3 separate regions of the Sus scrofa genome follow, and all the other regions are linked to region 2. A link is a contact called in public Hi-C data. All regions are on one chromosome and are shown on one strand. The core of a region is the stretch at or near the end of the contact, and the rest is flanking DNA. Distances in the headings are between cores, read along the strand shown.

The links. Hi-C and Micro-C count contacts between places; a contact is called where the count stands out from the background.
Region 1: a Hi-C map of skeletal muscle shows a contact between it and region 2, with 7 times the contacts expected there. The contact joins the enhancer-like site here to the promoter of ZNF532 in region 2. A contact is called at or near these places in 7 of 47 Hi-C or Micro-C datasets (brain, embryonic fibroblasts, epiblast stem cells and 3 more) and 1 of 2 datasets of contacts at active chromatin or transcription factors (skeletal muscle).
Region 3: a contact with region 2 is called in a Hi-C map of heart right ventricle, with 1.7 times the contacts expected there. The contact joins the enhancer-like site here to the promoter of ZNF532 in region 2. A contact is called at or near these places in 1 of 5 promoter capture datasets (fetal skeletal muscle), 4 of 47 Hi-C or Micro-C datasets (embryonic fibroblasts, heart right ventricle, psoas muscle and 1 more) and 1 of 2 datasets of contacts at active chromatin or transcription factors (skeletal muscle).

What each region holds. Positions count from the first base shown.
Region 1 is chr1:162,055,032-162,059,556 of Sscrofa11.1, forward strand. No RefSeq gene overlaps it. Among named protein-coding and RNA genes, the nearest start is that of ZNF532, 71 kb to the left of the region's middle. Within about 2 kb of position 2,285, at least 53 of the 83 cell types and tissues checked have an H3K27ac peak or open chromatin away from gene starts, as enhancers often do. A contact at or near this core is called in brain, embryonic fibroblasts, epiblast stem cells and 1 more, where this site is marked.
Region 2 is chr1:161,983,986-161,988,622 of Sscrofa11.1, forward strand. ZNF532 (a long non-coding RNA gene) reads right to left here and starts at 2,043. Exons shown (of 12, transcript XR_002346189.1): 1 at 961-2,043.
Region 3 is chr1:161,871,257-161,875,696 of Sscrofa11.1, forward strand. No RefSeq gene overlaps it. Among named protein-coding and RNA genes, the nearest start is that of SEC11C, 100 kb to the left of the region's middle. Within about 2 kb of position 2,710, at least 12 of the 83 cell types and tissues checked have an H3K27ac peak or open chromatin away from gene starts, as enhancers often do. A contact at or near this core is called in skeletal muscle, where this site is marked.

The DNA of each region.
Region 1 (4,525 bases), core at 1,035-3,534, 71 kb after region 2:
ATTATGATCCTTTAAACATAGTCATCAAAGGCTTTCGTGTAGAGGGGATGGGACAAAAATAACTTACATGAGTGGTTGACATTGGAAATTTTGAAGGGACAAGAGGCTGTAAGCAGATGGTCCAGCAGAGGGACAGTGCTGTTCAGGAGGGCAGGGATGGGGATGCTGCTGAGAGTGGAGAGGTGGCATGGAAAGACACGTGCCAAGACTTGAACTGCAAACCCGTGTTAGGATCCAGTGACCAGTGGTGCCAAAGATTTGAATGTGAGTGTTCCAAAGGAGGATGGTTTAGGTGATACCACTGAAGAAGTTGGTAAGACAGGAAGGAGGGAAGTATAGCTTATGCACTCAAAACGTTGTTAGTAGAATTGGAACAGAATTGAGGAAAATGAATATCAGATTTGCTGAAACCAAAGAGCTGACAAAGAATGAAGATGTGGAAATCATGGCCCTCCCCTCAAACAGTTTATAATCCTGAGTTCTCTCATAGTACACACATACACACAAAATCGTACATCATACATCAATACATCAATACCCATTCATACACACATACACCAGATCGCAAGTAAAATAGTACATATAAAAAGAATGAACTGCCAAAATGTTGGGTATGGAGAATAAAAGTTAGGAGTGATCTGGAAAGAAAGATCAGTATTCCTGCAGGATCCAAAGGGATTACAGTAAAATCAGAGAAGGGATCTTCCTGTAAGATGCCCTCGAAAACCAATGTCTCAGTGTGTAGAGGGAATGTGGGAAAGAAAGATTATCATCTCTAGCACACATTCTTTGAAAACGTGATTTTTATTTTTCTTATTAATTTGTTGGCCACAACATGTAGCAGCTTTATGTGGGATCTCAGTTTGCAGACCAGGGATTGAACCCAGGCCGCAGTGGTGAAAGCACCAAATCTTAAACACTAGACCACCAGGGAACTCCCCACAACATGATTTTTAATGACCACAAAACATACCACCTCATGAGTAACCACAATTTATTTAACGCTCCCTGTAATTTTGTACATTATTTATGAAGTTGATAATTTTGGCTATTTTAACACTAGAATGAAGTTCTCTGTAAATAAATTTTTGCATGCGTCTGATTTTTTTCTGAAGACAGATTACTAGAAATGGAATAGCGGGCTAAAAGGCAGTCATTTAAAAATATTTTGGGGGGAGTTCCTGTTTGTGGCTCAACAGAAACAACTCTGACTAGTATCCATGAGGACTCAGGTTCAATCTCTGGCCTTGCTGAGTGGGTTAAGGATCCTTTGTTGCCTTGAGTTGTGGTGTAGGTTGCAGACATGGCTCAGATCTGGCATTGCTGTGGCTGTGGTGTAGGGCCAGCAGCTACAGCTCCGACTGGACTCCTAGCCTGGGATCCTCCAAATGCTGAGGGTGCAGCCCTAAAAAGACCAAAAAAAAAAAAAAAAAAAAAAAAAAGAATTCTTGGTACTCATTGCCAAACAGCCTGCTAAAAGAATTGCCAACTCAGTTTGTCCAGCTGTGTATAAGAAGCCACCTTTCAGGTTACAAAGGATAAAAAGGCATAAAATTCTGTATGACCTTTTCATAAATGAAATATGTAAAAATAGATAAAAAGATAACCCAAAATATTAGCAGTGTGTAACTCTGGGGGATGAGGGTTTATGGGTGATCTAATATTCTTCTTTATCCCTTTCTATGTTTTATAAATTTCCTAAGTGTATGTGTATTACTTTCAAAAAAATTGTTTTTAAGCAGAAAAAGGAATATGGCAGAAAGAACACTGTGTCAAGTCAAAAAAACTGTGTTCTGAGTCTCCTGCTGGCTCATCTCCAACATAGTCCCAGTGGTTCTCAGCCCAGAGAATCACTGAAGTCACCTAGGCACTTAAAGAACACCTTTCCGGAGTTCCTCCCAGCAAAGCTGCAGCCCTGCCAGCGGAGCCGGGGAGAATGAAGGGGGTGGTTGCTGTAGCAGAGGCACACTTTTTGTGTATATTGGCTTCACCCTGACGGCAGGTAGAAGGCAATTTGATTTACCTCCACCAGACAATGAGTCAGAAGCAAACAAAATCGAGTCTTTCACTGGGGCAGCCAGTTCCTCCTCCATCCAAGTGCCTGAGGGATCAGAAGAGTCCATCAGGGCAGCCTTTGGCCCTCCCATCCTGGGTCTGGGAGGCAGAACTGGTGGTCCCGCTCTGGGGGCTTTGTGGTGGCAGAGAGGGCAGTGGAGGTGGGGCAGAAGGGAGCCGGAGCACCAGGCTGTGTGTGGCCTCCTGCTTCCTCTGGGCCAATGGGGAGCTGCCATCTCATGCTGGCCAGGCTCCCGGCCTCCTCTGAAGCCTGGAGATTAGGGCAATTTAATCCTTTGCTCTTCTCCTCTGGCTGTTTCTGTGGGAAGGGGGCTGGGCTGGCTGCCGGTTCCCTCAGCAACAGGGCCTGGCTCGGCTCCTTTGTGCAGAGGCCCCAGCTGGGCCCGGTGCAGGGGAGGAGTGGCCTTTCTTTTTCAGAGGTGGTGGGAGCTGTAGGCACCCAAGGGCCCTTATTTCAAAGTCTGGGGGAGTCATTAGGCTCCTCAGACCCACCCTGGGTGGAGAAGCCCACCGAGGGGCCAGTGGGCAACACAAAGTTGGCTGCTTACGTGCTGAAAGTGGGGGTGCAGCCTGGACTTGCTGCAGCAGGGGAGGAGGTGTGAGAAAGAGGTCGAGGGAGGGCAGTCTTTCCCTTTGATAAAGAGGAGCCTCTCCCCGAAGGCCCTGCTTGGCGGCTGGTCCTGGCCCTCAGCCTTGGGAATTCACACTTGGCATTTTCTGGCCAGCCTGTCCAAACGACTAAGTATTCTCCTTAGCATTTCTATTTTCGGAGCTCCTTGATGGCTTCTCCCACTGAGGTCCCCTCTACTGCAGGGATTCTCAACTTCTGCTCCATCTTCTCCCTACATTTTGCTGTGGTCCTCCCTCCCCCGCCTCCTTCATCTCTCCTGCTCCATGTCCACCTCCTCATGTTCCTTCTTCCCACTTAGCTTTTATTTCCTACACACACACATTGCAAAAACAAAGGAAAACCTTCCATCCTCTTCCTAGTCTTAGTTTTCCGTCAGGATAATACAAGTCCTGATGGCCTTAAGGTAGATCAATAAAACCATCCAAGCCTAAACACGTCAGCAAACTCTATGAACTAGATGTGCCATACGCTTTAGAGAGGTTCTGTCACTAGTAATTTTTAGATGTCTTGGTACTTAAAGATGTGAGTTTTGGATCCAAAAACATAGCCACCCTAAAAGTGACCGCTCTTTCCAACGACATATAACGTGTAAGGTGCTAGTGTATTTTACAAACATGATTTAAGTCCCTTAGAAATAAAATAAATGTCTTGCTGTTTATTTATTTAATCTTTTTATGGCTGCATCTGCAGCACACGGAAGATCCCAGGCTAGGGGTTGAATCTGAGCTACAGCTGCCAGCCTATACCACAGCCACAGCAACGTGGGATCCCAGCTGCTTCTGCAACCTACGCCCAGCTCACAGCAACACCTGATCCTTAGCCCACTGGGCGAGGCCAGGGATCGAACCTACATCGTCAGGAATACTAGTCAGGTTTGTTACCTCTGAGTCACAACAGGAACTCCCGTCTTGCTGTTTTTAGTAATTCCTACAACACCATTGTTTCAATCTGGAAGATGTCATGATATTATGTGTCACATTGAAGAGACTCAGTCACCCATTCATGAGTGAGGTGACTTTTTATTGTTGGCACATCATCAACACAGAAGAACCCAGGGTCCAGTAGCACAGAGCACGTAAGCCTGCATCTAATCCCTAAGCGGATCTATGCCCTCCACCTCCAAATAAAAAGATCCCATTCATTTCTCACTGGAAGGAGTGGGACCCCAACTAGCATCTTTCTCGTGACTCTCACTCAGCACAGCTGTCCTCAGACTTGTCAATAGTCCACAAAGCGCTTAACTTCCTCTGGCTTCACTTTCGACTTTGCAGGTAGGGTTGTTGTGAGAGTTGAGATGATTCATGTGTGTTGAATGTGGAACATAGTGCTTGGTGCACAGTAAGCAACAGTAACACTGTCTTTGACCCTCTGGCCTTGAAGAAGGCACCTCTTATCTCCATGGCTCATCTTAAGCCAGGGCACAAAGACTATTAACCTTGATTCACAGACATAGAGGTGGAAGCTCAGAAAGGTTCGATAACATGCCCAGGGTGGCCCAGCCAGTTAGACAGTGCCATCTGGATTTGAACTCAAAGCGCTCGGCAACACACAAGCTCTCCAAAGCATCCGCTGTCTCTCCTGCCTCACAGTATTATAATTGTTTTGCCTCGCCTGAATCCCTGGAGATTTGTTCTGTAGAGACAAGTCCATTATGTGAGTGCATTTGAAATCTGCTGGAGGCAGTCCTTCAGTGCCCGGCTTTTAGTGCCTATTAGGCAGGTGGAGGAAGAAGATCAATGAACGGGGGTGTTTTTGCAGTTCACGTAGGGCTCCGGGAGCTGACTGTATACCCAGATTCTCCAGCAAGGCTGCAGTTTT
Region 2 (4,637 bases), core at 793-3,292:
GACAGACCACGGCGCTCAGGCCCAGGGGCCTGAGCCTCACGCACCGGCCCCGACCGTAGGGCCGGGCACGAGGGGCCGGGGCGCCCGCCTCTCCCCGGAGCCCACCCGCGCCCCTTACCCTGCGCCCCTCGCTCGGCCCGGCCGCCCCCTCGCCGCCCCCCGCGCCCCGGGCGCACACCCACCCCCTGCCCGGGGTTGGCCTTCGCAGCGGTCAAGCCCGGGCGTCTGGGCCGCAGCTCGGATGACCTTTGTTCAGCGCGGCGCCGCCGGCGGCTGCTGCTGCTGTAGCTGCTGCTGCTGTCGTCGTAGCGGCGGCGGCGGCAGCGGCGGCTTCCATGTTACGGGCGTGTCATCTGCATTCCCGCGGCCGGGGTCGGGGTGTGCGTGAGCGGTGGAGCGGCCTCGCCGCCGGTGCCGCCGCCGGTGCCGCGGGTGCCGCCGCCGCCGCCGCCGCTGCCCCAGCCGCCCAGCCGCCGCTGCCGCCGCCGCCGCCGCCGCGGCCTCGCCGTGCGCCCGGCCCGGGCCCCGCGCCTCCCCGGGCGCCGCGCTCTAGGCCGCGCGGCGGCGGCGGCGGCGGCGGCGGCCCGCCACGCCGGGGCCTACGATGGGGGTGCGGGCCCGGGCGGCGGCGGCGGCTCGGCCCGAGCGGCGAGCGAACAAAAGGGAGCGCGGGAGAGGGGGAGGGGGCGGCCGGTGGGGGAAGGGAGGATCGGGGAGAAGGAGGCGAGAGCGCGAAGCCCCGCAGCCAGCGGGCGCGGACGCCCGGTCGGTGCCGACTCGGTGGAGGGGAGCCGAGCCCCGCGGACCTGCCAAGTCTCGCCCATCTGGGGCCGCTGCGTCGCGGCTTCGCCCGGAGAGCGGGCTGGTGGTGGTGAGGGGCTGCAGGGAGGGCTGCTGTTCTTTCCAACGACATTACAGGCTGTCACCCAGTCCTTTCCATGGCCCCAAGCCGCAACTTACTCGAGTGGAAGGAAGCAAGGCCTCGCCAAAGATGGTTGCAAAAGACCGTGAGCCTCTACCCAGGATCTTGAAGTCAAGGTGGTGTTTTGTTATCCTCGTTATGGTGGCAAATAAGTCAGAAGAGAGCACGCTATCTTCAGATGCATTAAATCTGAAATTCTCCCTGGAGGTGGAAGAAGGGGCTCTCTTCTGGGTAGTTAGTGGTTTGGAGCCCTTTTCGCCTTAAACTGAGCCACAAAAGAATGGAAGACACCCCCTGGGGTGGGGAGAAAGCCCTGGTGTAAAAGACACACGTTTTGCTTTCAGAGAAAAAGCCACTGGGGCCAGATTGAAACATGGCATGTTCAGTTCATGTAGGTTTTTTTTTTTTTTTTAATGGGGGAATGATACTGAGTAAACAAGATGTAATAGCTAGGTCTTTAAATTCAAGAAAGGAGATGTGTACAAATGTAACCAGCATATTGTACATACAGCAGGTGGTCACAGCCTCCAGAACACAAAAAAAGATACATACCTAAGCCCCTTAAAGACCACAAAGGTGTATAATCATTAACACGTCCGAGAGGGAGACGGTATATTACCACCAGATCAGGTATGCTGTTTATCCAGTGCTGGGTCATGGTTCCTACATGGTTCACAGACGTGCACTCATTTGCAATGTTTTTTAAAACGCGAGAACAACCCCCCCATCAAGCTAATTGTGCTTACCCTGGAAATAGGACAAAATGGAAGGATCTGAAAACAGTGTCACCATAACCTCTTCAAGAGGCTCATTCCTGTTTGATTGGACTCTGAAGATACTGATATTACCTGAGGAGACCCGTGAAGACTCCCAGCCCAGGAAGCATTTCCGGGTTTTACTTTAAATTAGATTAATTGGTTAATATTTGCAAAGTGTGCTGAAAAGTTTTTTTGTTGTTGTTTTTTAATATCAGTGTGCCTCTCCTTTGCATTAACTTCCATTGAGGAAGCCATTGTTCTCTGTTGTGGGGACACTGTATGATGTAAATTGGAAGCAACATTTTTGCTATTTAAGACTTTTCATGTAAATGAACCAAATGATTGTCTCACAGAAGAGTTGTTGGTCTTTAATTTCACACGGCAAATTGTTTTAAGTTGCACATAAATTGGGAGACATATTTGCACGTGTTTAGGAGGACCTACGTATGTGTAATCTGCAAATTTTGCCAGCCACCTTATCATATTTATCAATGTTACAGGATGGTAAAATTGAAACTCCTCTTTTATACTGAAAACAGTGCCAGGATTCTGTGAGTTGAGTTTCAACTTTACCTCGGCTTGATTTCATTTGAAAGGAGGCCTTTTTTCTTCTCCCAAAGGTGGGCCTTTATTAATATGCATGTAAAAACATTACGTGCATTGGAAAGTGTACAAGGCCCTGCTTATCTGAAATCTCAACACGCTACACATATTACAATGTATGGAATTTCATAATGTCCAGACCAAGGTAAATCCTAGCTTTCCTAGATTTAAAAATCTTTATTTAAAATCTCTCTTGCCCCTCCCCCAATACCCTTCTGAGAGTTGAAAGCACAGCATAAAGTGTTTGAATGTTTTCAAGAATTGTACCACCAAAACTAAAGCCTAGATTGCTTATCGTAAAGAGCCTTCGGTTGTAGAACCGCCTCACATGGCTTCATCATGTCAAATACTTTTTGAGCAGAGCGTTTTGCAAAGCCCAGTGTTTTGGTCAAGCCTCGGGTGGAGGAAATTAGTTTGAAAGCACAATTCATCATTTGCACAACGGCAACAGACAACATTGCATCTGCTTTTTAAAAAAAGCATAATAATTTCTTGCAAATTATCTCAGTTCCATTTTTAGAAAGAGGATTTCAGAGAAATCCCTTCCAGGTAGACTAATAGTGAAAAGCAGAGCACCCATCTTTAGTCTATGAAATCATTGAATTTCACAGCAGAAAAAAAACTGTTTTTAGTGGAAGTTTAAAAAAAAAATAACACTACCCCTCTTCTGGAAAATTAATACAAAGGTTCATTCTACTATTGTGCCTATGTAAGGCTATCTTGGGCACCACTCTGCTTCAGGCAACAATGGAAGTAAAGAATGAAATAAAACTATTATTTGACTGCTGTAGATAAGAAAGAGCAGAACAAAGAAATCATACTATTCTTCTGCCAAATAGAAACTAAAGGAATTCCAAATCCTTTGGGATTTTGTTGTTGCTGTTTTTATTGCTAACTCTTAATGTCTTAGTTTTTCCTCCAATCAGTATATTGCAAAATCTCACTTTTTTTTTTTTAAACATTTTGCGGTTTGAAGCTGCCTTTACAGGAAGGCACATAAAGATATCAGTCTACACAATCATACTTTCCCTCCAAATTCCACTATGAAATTGGGAAATTCCTTTGTTAGGCAGAGCATACAAAAGGTGTGTTCCTTGAGGGAAAGAAGAAAAGGAAAGAAAGAAAAGCCTTTTCTTCATCTCACCATCAAAAGATCTGACAAACCACTCCTTAAACGGACAGCCCTGGACCTGAGTTACACAGTTTTTAGCTCAAAACTAAGCTAGGCCTAGGCATTTGTAGAGTTTCATATGTTAAATTTGTTGTCTTTTTGTAAAGAAATTATTACACTATTTGACACTAGTGTTAAAATTTAAAAATCTATAGCTAAGTGGCTAGGAAAGAAAAGGGAAGAAAATCCGTCTTTTATTTTCAATACAATATCGACAGAATCAGATTTTTTTTTTTTGTATTTTCTTAACATATGCCCTTGAAAGAAATTATAACCGGATTTGTATTATAATTAACCTGCCAGAAATAGACTGAGGAGAGGTCTAGGAAAGGATTCCCCTTATTATTTGCTAGTGACTTCATAAACTGATTTTTTGAGCAAAGCCACTTCCCCTTTCTCAAACCTCAGAAGTGCCTACCAAGGCTTTCACCAGAGTCCTGAAGGGGGTGGGAGATGTGTCCTATTAAAAGATAAACTGGGAGTTCCCGCTGTGCCTGAGCAGGTTAAAACCTGACATCATCTCAGTGAGGATGTGGTTTGGATCCCTGGCCTCGATCAGTGGGTTAAGGATCCGGCATTGCCATGAGCTGTGGTGTAGGTTACAGATGCAGCTCGGATCTGGCATTGCTGTGGCTCTGGTGTAGGCCAGCAGCTGTTGCTCCAAATAGATCCCTAGCCTGGGAACTTCCATATGCCAAGGGTACAGCCCTAAAAAGAAAAAACAGGAGTTCCCGTCGTGGCGCAGTGGTTAACGAATCCGACTAGGAACCATGAGGTTGCGGGTTCGATCCCTGCCCTTGCTCAGTGGGTTAACGATCCGGCATTGCCGTGAGCTGTGGTGTAGGTTGCAGACGCGGCTCGGATCCCGCGTTGCTGTGGCTCTGGCGTAGGCCGGTTCCTACAGCTCCGATTCAACCCCTAGCCTGGGAACCTCCATATGCCGCGGAGCGGCCCAAGAAATAGCAAAAACAAAAACAAACAAACAAACAAACAAACAAAAAACTAAAAAGAAAAAACAAATCAAAAAAATTTTTTGAGATTGAGATACCGGCAAATAGTCATCTTCGGGAACTATGGGCCAATGGACAAGGCCTGTCGAGAACTTTTCTAACCTTTTGTAACATTTTAATTATATCTGGACTTCTCTGAAAGCAACCCGTGGAGTTCTCTTGTGGCTCAGCCA
Region 3 (4,440 bases), core at 1,460-3,959, 110 kb before region 2:
AAATAGAAACAAAGAAAACCATAGAAAAGATCAATGAAACCAAAAGGTAGTTCTTTGAAAAGATCGACAAAATTGATAAACCCCAGGCAGACTTATCAAGCAAAAAAGAAAGAGGACTCAAATCAATAAAATTAGAAATGAAAAAGGAGAAGTAACAACAGACATCACAGAAAATATGAAATTGCTTTCAGAATCCTTTTGTCAATAAGGGGGAAAATATAATGAGCAGAACTCACAACCACATTTTTATCATTAGTAATAAAAACCACCAAAATGATTTTTTAGATTCCACCTAAATAAAAAGAAAAAAAAAGAATCCTACCTTTTAAGATCCTTGTAATGTTTGTCCCAACTCTTTTTTTGTGGGGGAGGGGGTTGCTTTTTAGGGCCACACCCACAGCATATGGAAGTTCCCAGGCTAGGGTTTGAATCAGAGTGGCAGCTGCCAGCCACAGCCACAGCAACAGCAACACAGGATCCAAGACACATCTTCGACCTAAACCGTAACTCACGGCAATGCCCGATACTTAACCCACCAATTGAGGCCAGGGTTTAAACCCAAGTCCTCTTGGGTACTAGTCAGATTCATTACCATTGAGCCACAATAGGAACTCCCTGTTTATCCCAACTCTTAAAGAATAAAATTATGGCTAATCTTAGTTCATGGAGACTCAGCTGTTTTATAAAGACATTTTAAGCACCTGGGTTTTTGTTTGTTTGTTTGTTTTGTTTTGGTCTTTTTGGCATTCCTTGGGCCGCTCCTGTGGCATATGGAGGTTCCCAGGCTAGGGGATGAATTGGAAATACAGCTGCCGGCCTACACCACAGCCACAGCAACGTGGGATCTGAGCCGCGTCTGCAACCTACACCACAGCTCACGGTAACGCCAGATCCTTAGCCCACTGAGCAAGGCCAAGGATTGAACCCACAACCTCATGGTTCCTAGTTGGATTCTTTAACCACTGAGCCACGACGGGAACTCCTTAAGCACCTGTTTTATGCATGACACTGTGGTGCATAAAAAGAGGATATGAAAATAAATAATGCCTTCCTTTCCTGAAGGCAAGCCTTTATCATTTCCTGGGGCAGCAGCCATCACTAGCTAATGCTGTTATTAATGCCACAGTCATTTTATTCAAGTAACTAGTTCTGCATAAAAGGAAAGAGCATTCGGCCTCTCATCATTTGACAATGGACTTGAGAAAACAAAGGTTTGTCTTTGTTGACAAGAATAAGGATTAACCTGACCAGAGAATGTAACTGATATCTTCTGCTCTTCGGCTGCAAAATGAAAAACCCCTCTATCGATGAGCGAAAATGATGAAAGCAGATCAGAAAGCAGGCTGAGGAGTTCCCGTCGTGGTTCACTGGTTAACGAATCCAACTAGGATCCATGAGGATGTGAGTTCGATCCCTGGCCTTGCTCAGTGGGTTAAGGATCCAGCATTGCCGTGAGCTGTGATGTAGGTTGCAGATGTGGCTTGGATCCCGCGTTGCTGTGGCTGTGATGTAGGCCGGCAGCTGTATCTTCAATTCAACGCCTAGCCCGGGAACCTCCATATGCTGCAGGTAAGGTATTAAAAAAAAAGCAAAAAAAGAAAAAGAAAAAGAAAGTGGGCAGAGTTCATGGAACAGCTTGGAATGTTTTATCCAGAAGGTGGCAGAGAGTTAACAAATAAGCATAGAGTGTCAGGAGGGATAAGTGCTGGGAAGGAAAATCCTGCAGGGTGAAGAAATGGAGAGTGGTGAAGCAGGTGTGTGCTGAAAGTGGGCTTGGGCACATCGACATAACCTGGAAATCCCTCCAAGAAGGTGGCTATGCCCTATGCCCGAGGTTAGGCTGCTGAGGGTCAGAGAGAGCAAACTTCGGGTTTCCAAATAGGAGGCAAGTTCTCTCTCTCTGAGATTCATACAATGGCAGATCCCCCAGATCTAAAAGAGGGTCAGATGCTGAACTGACAAAAATCAGCATAAACATCTGTCACCCTTAAAAATAAGTCTACGCTTTCCAAGATAGAGTCGTTCCCTTTGACACATGCAACTCTGCTTTCTCCTGATTCCTGTCAACCTCTTACCGTCCTCTCCAATCAGCAGATCTATGGCTTCCCTGATCTTTTCCAAAAAAGAGATGTTTATTCTCCAGAAATAACCAATCCAATTAAACTTGACCGGCAATTACTCTTGGGCTAAACCACTGGAACTGAGTTGGAGGTGTGATAGGGTGGACTGTAATTACAGAGCTCCGCTAGATAAAAATATCATCTTGCAAAGGACTGTGCTTAGAAAGAGACTTGCGGTGGTAGTGTAGTTTACAATTAAAAGAAAGGCTCAAGGAGAGCAGCTTACAATAAAACAGCAAAGCAAATGAAATAATCAGTGCCTTTAAATACTGAGCAACATTATAAACAGGGTTGCTTTATGAGTCAAAACTAACCTCATAAGTTTAATTTGGAAACTAGTAAAGAATGTCTTCTGGGAAATGCTATTCTGTTTCCTTAAGTAAAAATAACTACTAGGGCAAGGGTGTAATTCCAGCATAAACCCGGTGAGGAAATTAGAACGAAAAAGTAAATGTGGCTGTCAGAGTATCCTGTTTCAGTGGACAATTTACCTATGGGGGATAAAATGCGCATGGACAATAAAACAGGTGTGGAGCCTGGGCTTCTGAAAGCACATGCTGGGTGTCTGTGATGGTGATAATGTCTCCCATCCCCCAGCCCTGATCTGTCAAGGGCCCTGTCCTGCTCTGTGCCCGCACACAGACATTACAGACTAGGACTGGGTTTCCTTGTTGTCTAGCTCTTATTTGGTTTTGGCCAGTGGGAGGTGCAGGCAGGAAATCATTGCGTGTTAAGCAGCAACTTCCCTGTAATTTCCCTCCCACCCTCTTTGTTTCTATGTGGCTCTGGCTCCCAGCTCTCCCCAGAGGTCCCTGCTTCCCAACTCCAGCCCCACATCTCCAGCCCACCTCTGCTGGGCTCCCTGCCCTTGCTAAGTCCCTTCGACCCTCAACATCTTTTGTTCCAGCCCACAGCTGGGTTCATAGCCTCTTCCTTAATGTTTTGTTTTGTTTTGTTTTAGGGCCACATCCATGGCATGTGGAGGTTCCCAGGCTAGGGGTCCAATCCGAGCTACAGCTTGCAGCAACACTGTATTTTTTAACCCACTGAGTGAGGCTAGGGATGGAACCCGCAGCCTCACGGTTACTAGTCAGGATTCGTTTCCGCTGCACCACGATGAACTCCAAGATTGCACTGTTTTATAGGGAAGACCAGTAGGAGCCATGTATCAAATTCAGCCTTACACCCAAACCATGTACACAGAGACTGGGCTGTTGAGAATCAGTGGTTTGGGAGCAATGGTGAAAACAGAACTACAACTGTTTAGTCCAGAAGTTTCTAGCAGCAGGGAAGAGAGGCTCTTTGCAGAGACATAAGTTCACATTGTCATATCCCAAAGGTTTATGATGAACTCTGTAGGGATGTGAGGTTCCTCACTGCAAAAAGAAACTCAAACAGGAAGATTCAAGGATCCATTTAAGCAAAGACTAAATTGTGCACAAGTAGAAGCCAGGTTTTGTAGGTAACTAACTCTAGGTTTCTTACCTAGAAGATGTATGCTTGAAAGTAGGAGCTACCATCTGGGATCCTCACAGCATCTGATTTGCAGTGTGTGTGTGAGAGATTAAATGGCATGAATAGCCTCCGGCATACCACTTTTAATTTTCAGACCATTCTTTGGTTTAGATGAATGGTTCCTTTAAGTCATATTTTATTTTATGAAATTCTTTAAATATATATTTCTTTCTCCCCTTCCAGATAGGCATTAAAAACATTAAATAGCAGTGCTCACAGCATGATGAATATATTGTGAAATAATATATTAACCTTGGCAAAAGTTTTCACCAGGAAATTTCCATTGGTCAAAGATTCTGGGTTGGGAGTTCTCTTCATGGCTCAGCAGTTAACAAATCTGACTAGGATCCATGAGGATGTGGGTTTGATCCCTGGCCTTGCTCAGTGGGTTAAGGATCTGGCGCTGCTATGAGCTGTGGTGTAGGTTGCAGACATGGCTTGTTGGATCCTGCATTGCTGTGGCTACAGCTGTGGATGGCAGCTGTAGCTTCAATTTGACGCCTAGCCTGGGAACTTCCATATGCTGTGGGTAGGGCCCTAAAAAGCAAAAAAAAAAAAAGGATTCTGGGTTGGAACTCATTTACTCACTGACCCTGAGGAGAAGCATCCATAGGAGCTTTGGGGTGGAACAGTTGTTCTTTGGAATATATACTGGATTAGGAGTCAGGAATTTGCAGAAAATGTGTTTGGGTGGGAGCAGTGGTCTATGCTATAGATTCTAAGCTTACATTTCCCTTTTCCTCATTTTACATTCTACCCCCTAGTTGGGATTCTTCTTTATGCATTACTGTCACTCAGTTATTGG